Linked DNA regions of Sus scrofa: region 2 is linked to region 1. A link is a contact called in public HiChIP or PLAC-seq data. All regions are on one chromosome and are shown on one strand. Each heading gives the region's core, a stretch centred on a gene start, on an enhancer-like site or on the middle of the called end of the contact. The rest is flanking DNA. Distances are from core to core; before and after follow the strand shown. Region 1 has its middle 9.3 kb from the start of MCL1. Region 2 overlaps POLR3GL (DNA-directed RNA polymerase III subunit RPC7-like).

Region 1 (3,256 bases), core at 757-3,256:
AGCACTTGCCATGTATTCTTTCTTTAAATCTTCACAATAAGATAGGGAAGACAACTGAATCCAGTTTACAGGGGAGAAAATTAGGGCCTGAGACCTAGTCTTTTTCAATTTTAAAATTCTAAATCCTTGGTTCTGTTACTCAATTTCAGTCCCATAGATCACCCTTTATCAAAATACACAGTTTTCTGGGTGACAGTGATCCATAACTTGGATGGGATTAAGTGTTTTTGTTGTTTTCAAATGTCTTTCAAGACTTTTCCTCATTTTAGGAAAATCCTGTCTAAATATTTTTTCTTTTTTTCTTTTTTTTTTTTTTGCCTTTTCTAGGGCCGCACTCGTGGCATATGGCAGTTCCCAGGCTAGGGGTCTAATTGGAGCTGTAGCCACCGGCCTACACCACAGCCACAGCAACGCCAGATCTGAGCTGCGTCTGCGACCTACACCACAGCTCACGGCAACACCGGATCCTTAACCCACTGAGCAAGGCCAGGGATCAAACCTGCAACCTCATGGATCCTAGTCAGATTCATTTCTGCTCCACCATGATGGGAACTCCCTCCATTCCTTTTTAAAACAACCCGTTTCAGAGTTGCTGTTGTGGCTCAGTGGTAACAAATCTAACCAGTATCCATGAGGATGTGGGTTCGATCCCTGGCCTTGCTCAGTGGGTTAAGGATCTGGTGTTGCCGTGAGCTGTGGTGTAGGTCACAGATGCAGCTCAGCTTTGGCACTGCTGTGGCTGTGGCAAAGGCCAGCAGCTGCAGTTCTGACTGGACTCGTAGCCCAGGAACTTCCATATGCTGCGTGTGTGGCCCTAAAAACAAAACAAAACAAAACAAACAAACAAAAAAAACTATTTCTGCGATTGCTCATCAAATCCTTATTTTGAAGTAGAAGTTTTCTTTTGCTCAGTAGCACCATGATGGGTTGATGTATCTACCGTGGTTCACCAGAAGGAAAGGAAGACACAAAACCACTATCCTGTTTCAGACCTGACCCCAACTACCAAACTTTGAGGTGGGGGAAAGGGTCAAGAAAGCAGGTAACCAACCACTCCCTCCACCATTACCACTCTCCTCTACAGAGCTGTTGTTCCTTAAAGCTGAAAACAAGCCACCTCATTTCAAAACACAGAGAGAAAACCTCATTTCGACACTAAGCTGTTTCCCTCTTTCTGTTTCTCTACTCGGCCTTATGGAGGATTTCTGAGAAATGAAAAAATGTCACCTCCCACAGTCTCAATCTGCAGGTTTTTTTTTTTTTTTTTTGTAATGATAAAGTGGAGAGAGGAAGGGAGTATGTTGCTTGGCCATATGGTATTAACCAAAACTTTACAAAGAGGAATGCCCTTCCTTCAGCCCAAGTGGGCCCCACCTTGCTTTAGATCTGGACTTTCAGAGTCTAAGGAAATAAACAAGCCCTCCTCTCAGGAAATTTCAGCAACAAAGCAGTGAAACCTAACAGCTGCTCCTTGTAGCAGCCCAGCTGTCTCCCCCATTCCCACCAAGGACAGTAGATGGATGGGAACCACTCTAGGCAACCTCAGGAATGGAGGTGTGAGCTGAGAATGGAATGCATGAAAGGTCTGAGCAGAGATTCCTGAATAACTTTATGAAAGTCCAGTTTCTTGGGGAAAACCCCTCTCCTCCAGATCACCTGAGTCATACCAGCTCTGGAGGGGAAACTATGAAATGTGAAGCAAAAATTTTTGAAACCAGCTCCTCCTGGTAGACAAGAAACTGTTTTTACAGGCACAGAATTGATGACATTTCTTAAAGTGGAAAACTTCCCTAATTCAAGTAGAAACGTAACGGCTAAACATTCTTTTCCTTGTCCGCTTCGCTGGCTCTTTCCCAGCACACCTTGTTCCAGGATAACTTGAATAAACATACACATGTGACCATGAAGGGCAGGAAGAAAACCAAGTGGGGGTGGTGAAATTCTGAATGGAATGCAGCCCCAGCTAGCCAGGGGGCCAGGACTGAGAATTCTGGCAGTGGCTGTGGATTTACACAGGCAGAGAAGCCAAAACAATGAGCTCATGGGCAAGAATGCAGCCTGTGGGGAAGTCTGGGCAGTCAGAGCAAACTAATTTTTTGAACCAGGATGGGAATAGCTATAATTGAGTCTCCCACGGGAACAGGATTAGAGAGAGTGGAGCCACTGTTCAGTAACAACTTTGGGGGCTGTTATTAAAGTCTGTCCTGGGAGTTCCCTCGTGGCTCAGCAAGTCAGGGATCCTGCATTGTCACTGCTGTGGCTCTGGTTACAGCTGTGACTCAGTTTCCATCCCTGGCCCAGGAACCTCTGCATATCATGGGTGTTGCCAAAAAAAAAAAAAAAAAAAAAAAGTAAATTCTATTCTGTAGAGGGCATAGCAGTCTCAGGTCTGTTTATAAACCTGGTTCCTCAGGAGTTCCCATGTGGTGCAGTGGGTTGAGGAGCTGGTGTTGCTACTGCAGCAGCTTGGGTTGCTGCTGTGGCAAAGGTTCTGTCCCTGGCCAGGGAACTCCCCACACATCGTGGGTGTGGCAAAAAAACAAAAAAACCAAAAAAACCCCCAAAACCCTGGTTTCTTTCCCTGATTATGTGAACCTGGGTGGGTGAAGGAGCTGGCTGGTGAGATGTGAGTGACCTAACCGAGGTGATGCTCTTAAGACGACTTTATTTAAAGCAGGTCTGCCCATGCCAGCTCCTACACCAAGATCCAATAATGTCTATGATCCTTAGGTTGTGTGTCTTTTTTTTTTTTTTTTTTTTTTGTCTTTTTGCTATTTCTTGGGCTGCTCCCACGGCATACGGAGGTTCCCAGGCTAGGGGTCGAATCGGAGCTGTAGCTGCGGGCCTACGCCAGAGCCACAGCAACGCAAGATCCGAGCCGCGTCTGCAACCTACACCACAGCTCACGGCAACGCCGTATCGTTAACCCACTGAGCAAGGCCAGGGACCGAACCCGCAACCTCATGGTTCCTAGTAGGATTCGTTAACCACTGCGCCACGACGGGAACTCCAGGTTGTGTTTCTTTAGGGCACTACTTTAACAAGACAGGGGAAACAATCAATAGAATCTATCTTCTTAACTTCCCAAATAAACACAATCCACCCAGCTGTAGGTCATTTTAACCAAATTCAAACCTCTAAGACCAGACATCTTTTTTCTACCAGTGTTTTCCACTACTTTTTTCTCCTCCCTCTCCTACCCCTGCCAGAGGTTCTTTCCCAACTTCATGCTTTTGTTTTTCCTACTCATTTTAAG
Region 2 (3,170 bases), core at 468-2,967, 790 kb before region 1:
GAGAGGACTTTGGGGGTGACAGTGATGACAATATGGATGAGGCTATATACTGAAGAAGGACCCTGAACAATACCTTGGACCCTCATATCTTTCTTGATTTAGGGTACAGAGAGTAACTCCTCCCTACTATTTGGTTTTGTGAATAATCAAATCATTTGATCAGAATCCAGATAACTTATTTGGTCCCTGGAGATACGAATAGAGAGTGGCAACTGATAGCTCTCTTTTCCACCTTTCCCCTCCCTCTTTCCTCTGAAACTGTATCGCCTGTGATATCTTGGGGGAAGGAAGGGCAAAGCACCAGTGTCTTGACTGTATGAAAAGGGGAAAGGAGGGTCCTTTCCTCCTGGAGTCCTTAGAGCCGAGACAGCTGTGCGCATGCCCCTACCCATTTTTTACAGTTCTTTTTGGAGGTAATTGGGGGTGGGAACAGTTAGGAGCAGTCAGACCAGTTTTATATTTTTAAGTAAAATGTTTTTATCTGTCTCTGTCCAGGGCGAGGCCCAGTGGGAGAGGGCTGGAGGAATGAAGGGGATGCCCAGTGAGCTGTTCTTCTCTCCTTACCTGTGAAGAGTCCTGTGTGACACACTGGGGGTTTCAGCCTTCCTGTCCTTTGTACCTTCTTGCCACCCCCTGTGGTGGGACACCTACTCCCAATCTAGCTCTGCCAGGGAACATTCAGGAACTCATCCTAAGGGCTGTGCAGAGTGAGTTGTAAACAGCCCACCCCCTGCAGAGCAGCTGGCTTTTGAGCTTCTGGTCCTCAAGCAATGGGGACGTGATTATCTCTGTTCACATGTGTTTACAGGGACACGGGCCCTCGCTTTCCCACACTTGACCTTGCTCTTGTCCTTGTTTACAAGGAGCGATTATAGCTATTTTTGTGGGGAGAGTCAAGAAGGCCAGGTGGGAGGAGGGAGTCGGGAGGAGGTGCTGATTCTTCTGCACACCCACTCACCCTCTTCCAGGCCCTGGAGACCCCACTTTGAAAAGTGTTTCTGTGAAGAGGGAGCCCTCTAAATATCCTTCTCTCCACTTCTGGAATCTGCTATGTGGCTGAACTGCAATTTCTCTTTTGGTCAGCCTTTCTCTCCCTTCTTTGGGGGAGGGGTGGGGGAGGGTAGGCAGTGTTGCTTTACAGGAAGTAAGGGGGGGCATGAGGAAGGCAAGGACTTAGGGACACTCAGCTCTGAGAGGTGCTTTCTCACCCACACAGTTCTCCCTTGGGTGAGGTCACTTCCCTAGGCTCTGATTGGCTTCTGAGGAAGCCCTAGATGAACTGATTGGTTCCAGCCACTTGACATGCAACAGTCACGGGCGAGCTGCGTGTCCAGAATAGGGACTGGATAAGGAAGCAGGCATAGATAGCTGAGATGCTGTCATAGCGACCTTACTAAACATGTGAAAGCCATAAAGAGAGGATGTGGGAGAATCATCAAGAAATTCCTCAACCATATTCAGACAGGCAGACTGAATTCCCTACAGCATCAAGTGATAGAGGCTGGCAACCTAATATTAGAGATTTTTGACCCCATTGCAAAGAATGAATAGGGGCTGTGGCTCCATTGAGGGAAAGCACCTTAAAAGCCTGATTTGGGTGTGGTAGTAGGTTTTAAGTTTAAAGCAGCCAAGAGAACAGAGAAGGAAACAGGAATAGAAACAGAACATTCCAGAGTGATTGAGCAATTTGTGATGATTGATGTTTCCTTTTCTAGTTTTCTGTGGTATTGTGTCCGTGGAGGGGCCAGGGGACCTGTCACTGGGGTTTCCCATAGTCACACTATAGCCTCTGATTGTGGCCAGGGAGAAATCTGCAAGAAACAAAAATAAAAGACACTGAAAAATTTCCTTTTGCCTTTCTCCCCTGTATATACACACATACCAGACCTAATCTGGTTAACTGTATCTATAGCTGTGGGGGGTGCACAGCTGGACCTGCTAAATCCCACTTAATGTCAGCATGGGAATTTAAAAGTTGGGAACAAAGAAGATTCTAGACAAGAGACAGTAGAGGAGAACTGAACACATCTTTGCTCCCCCCTCCGCATATACACACATCCTTTTCCCATGAAATAGGGGAAAGAATAAAGATTAGAGTGGCCACTTGTAATCAGTTGCACTGCCTCAAAGACAAGGTGTCAGAAAGATCAGACCATTCCTGGACTCTTTCCCATCTGGCTTCCCGCTGCTTCTGGCAGGTGACCTTGCTGAACAAAGCCAGAGACAGGGGACCCAGCAGCTTCCCCAGATTCCAGAAGTGTTCCAGGCATGAGCTAGACTGTTTCCATTGACCCTTCCCCTACTTTCCATAGCTTTTAGGTTCTAGTGGGCAGGCTGAGGCTGAAGCCTAAGGCTCAGTAAATAGGATCCTGGCTGCTAATCCTCCAGAGGACCACCTGAGAGATTAGAGATTGAGGCTCTGTTGGCAAACATTTAGAGAGGCTCCACGCCATTCTTGCTCAGCCGTGTACTGTGTGCCTGCTGGGACCTGTTATGTTGAACAGACTGCTTCCACTCCCACGGCTGTGGCCCCAGGCAGGCTAAGTTCTCAGGCAAGAATCCTATTCCCTACCCCATGTCCCCTCCAACCTTGGATAGGAAACTTGAGATTGGGGTCTGCAAATTTAAGCACAGGGACTCAAGTGGTTTGAGGAACAGCTGAGTGGAAGACCTAGATGCAACATGAAGCTAAAAGATTGGGAGGGGAGACCAATGAAAATTGGAGGGTCAAATGTTATGTGGATAGGACACCCATTGTTTGGTGAGGAGAAGGCAATTATTCTCCTCAATTCTTTTTTTTTTTTTGGCCATGCCTGCAGTATGTGGCCAGGGATCGAACTCACACCACAACAGTGACAACACTGGATCCTTAAACCTTTAGGCCATCAGGGAACTCCTTCCTCAATTCATTTTTATTGCTGTTTGAACTTTGAAAGTAAGGAAGGGTGGCTTATAGGCCTAGGATGGTTTAAGAACTAAGCCAAGGGGAAAAGCTGCCATTTCAACTGGGCGAAGCACTGACTCATGGTCCTGGTTATACCACTCCATAGCTTTGTGCACTTGGGAAAGTTCCGTGTCTAGCCTCCAAGCCTCACATTCCTCGTGTATGAAACGATTTGATTCGATGTCCACTAGGAATCTTTCAAGCTGATGCTGATCCACCTGCAAGA

What was found. HiChIP or PLAC-seq counts read pairs in DNA pulled down with a chosen protein or histone mark.
Region 2: a contact with region 1 is called in an H3K27ac HiChIP or PLAC-seq map of skeletal muscle. The contact joins two enhancer-like sites. A contact is called at or near these places in 1 of 47 Hi-C or Micro-C datasets (skeletal muscle) and 1 of 2 datasets of contacts at active chromatin or transcription factors (skeletal muscle).

The regions. Positions count from the first base shown.
Region 1 is chr4:98,569,746-98,573,001 of Sscrofa11.1, reverse strand. No RefSeq gene overlaps it. Among named protein-coding and RNA genes, the nearest start is that of MCL1, 9.3 kb to the right of the region's middle. Within about 2 kb of position 2,006, at least 57 of the 83 cell types and tissues checked have an H3K27ac peak or open chromatin away from gene starts, as enhancers often do. A contact at or near this core is called in skeletal muscle, where this site is marked.
Region 2 is chr4:99,361,623-99,364,792 of Sscrofa11.1, reverse strand. It overlaps POLR3GL (DNA-directed RNA polymerase III subunit RPC7-like), which reads left to right. Exons shown (of 10, transcript XR_002343450.1): 9 at 1-103; 10 at 496-1,848. Among named protein-coding and RNA genes, the nearest start is that of ANKRD34A, 14 kb to the left of the region's middle. Within about 2 kb of position 1,717, at least 66 of the 83 cell types and tissues checked have an H3K27ac peak or open chromatin away from gene starts, as enhancers often do. A contact at or near this core is called in skeletal muscle, where this site is marked.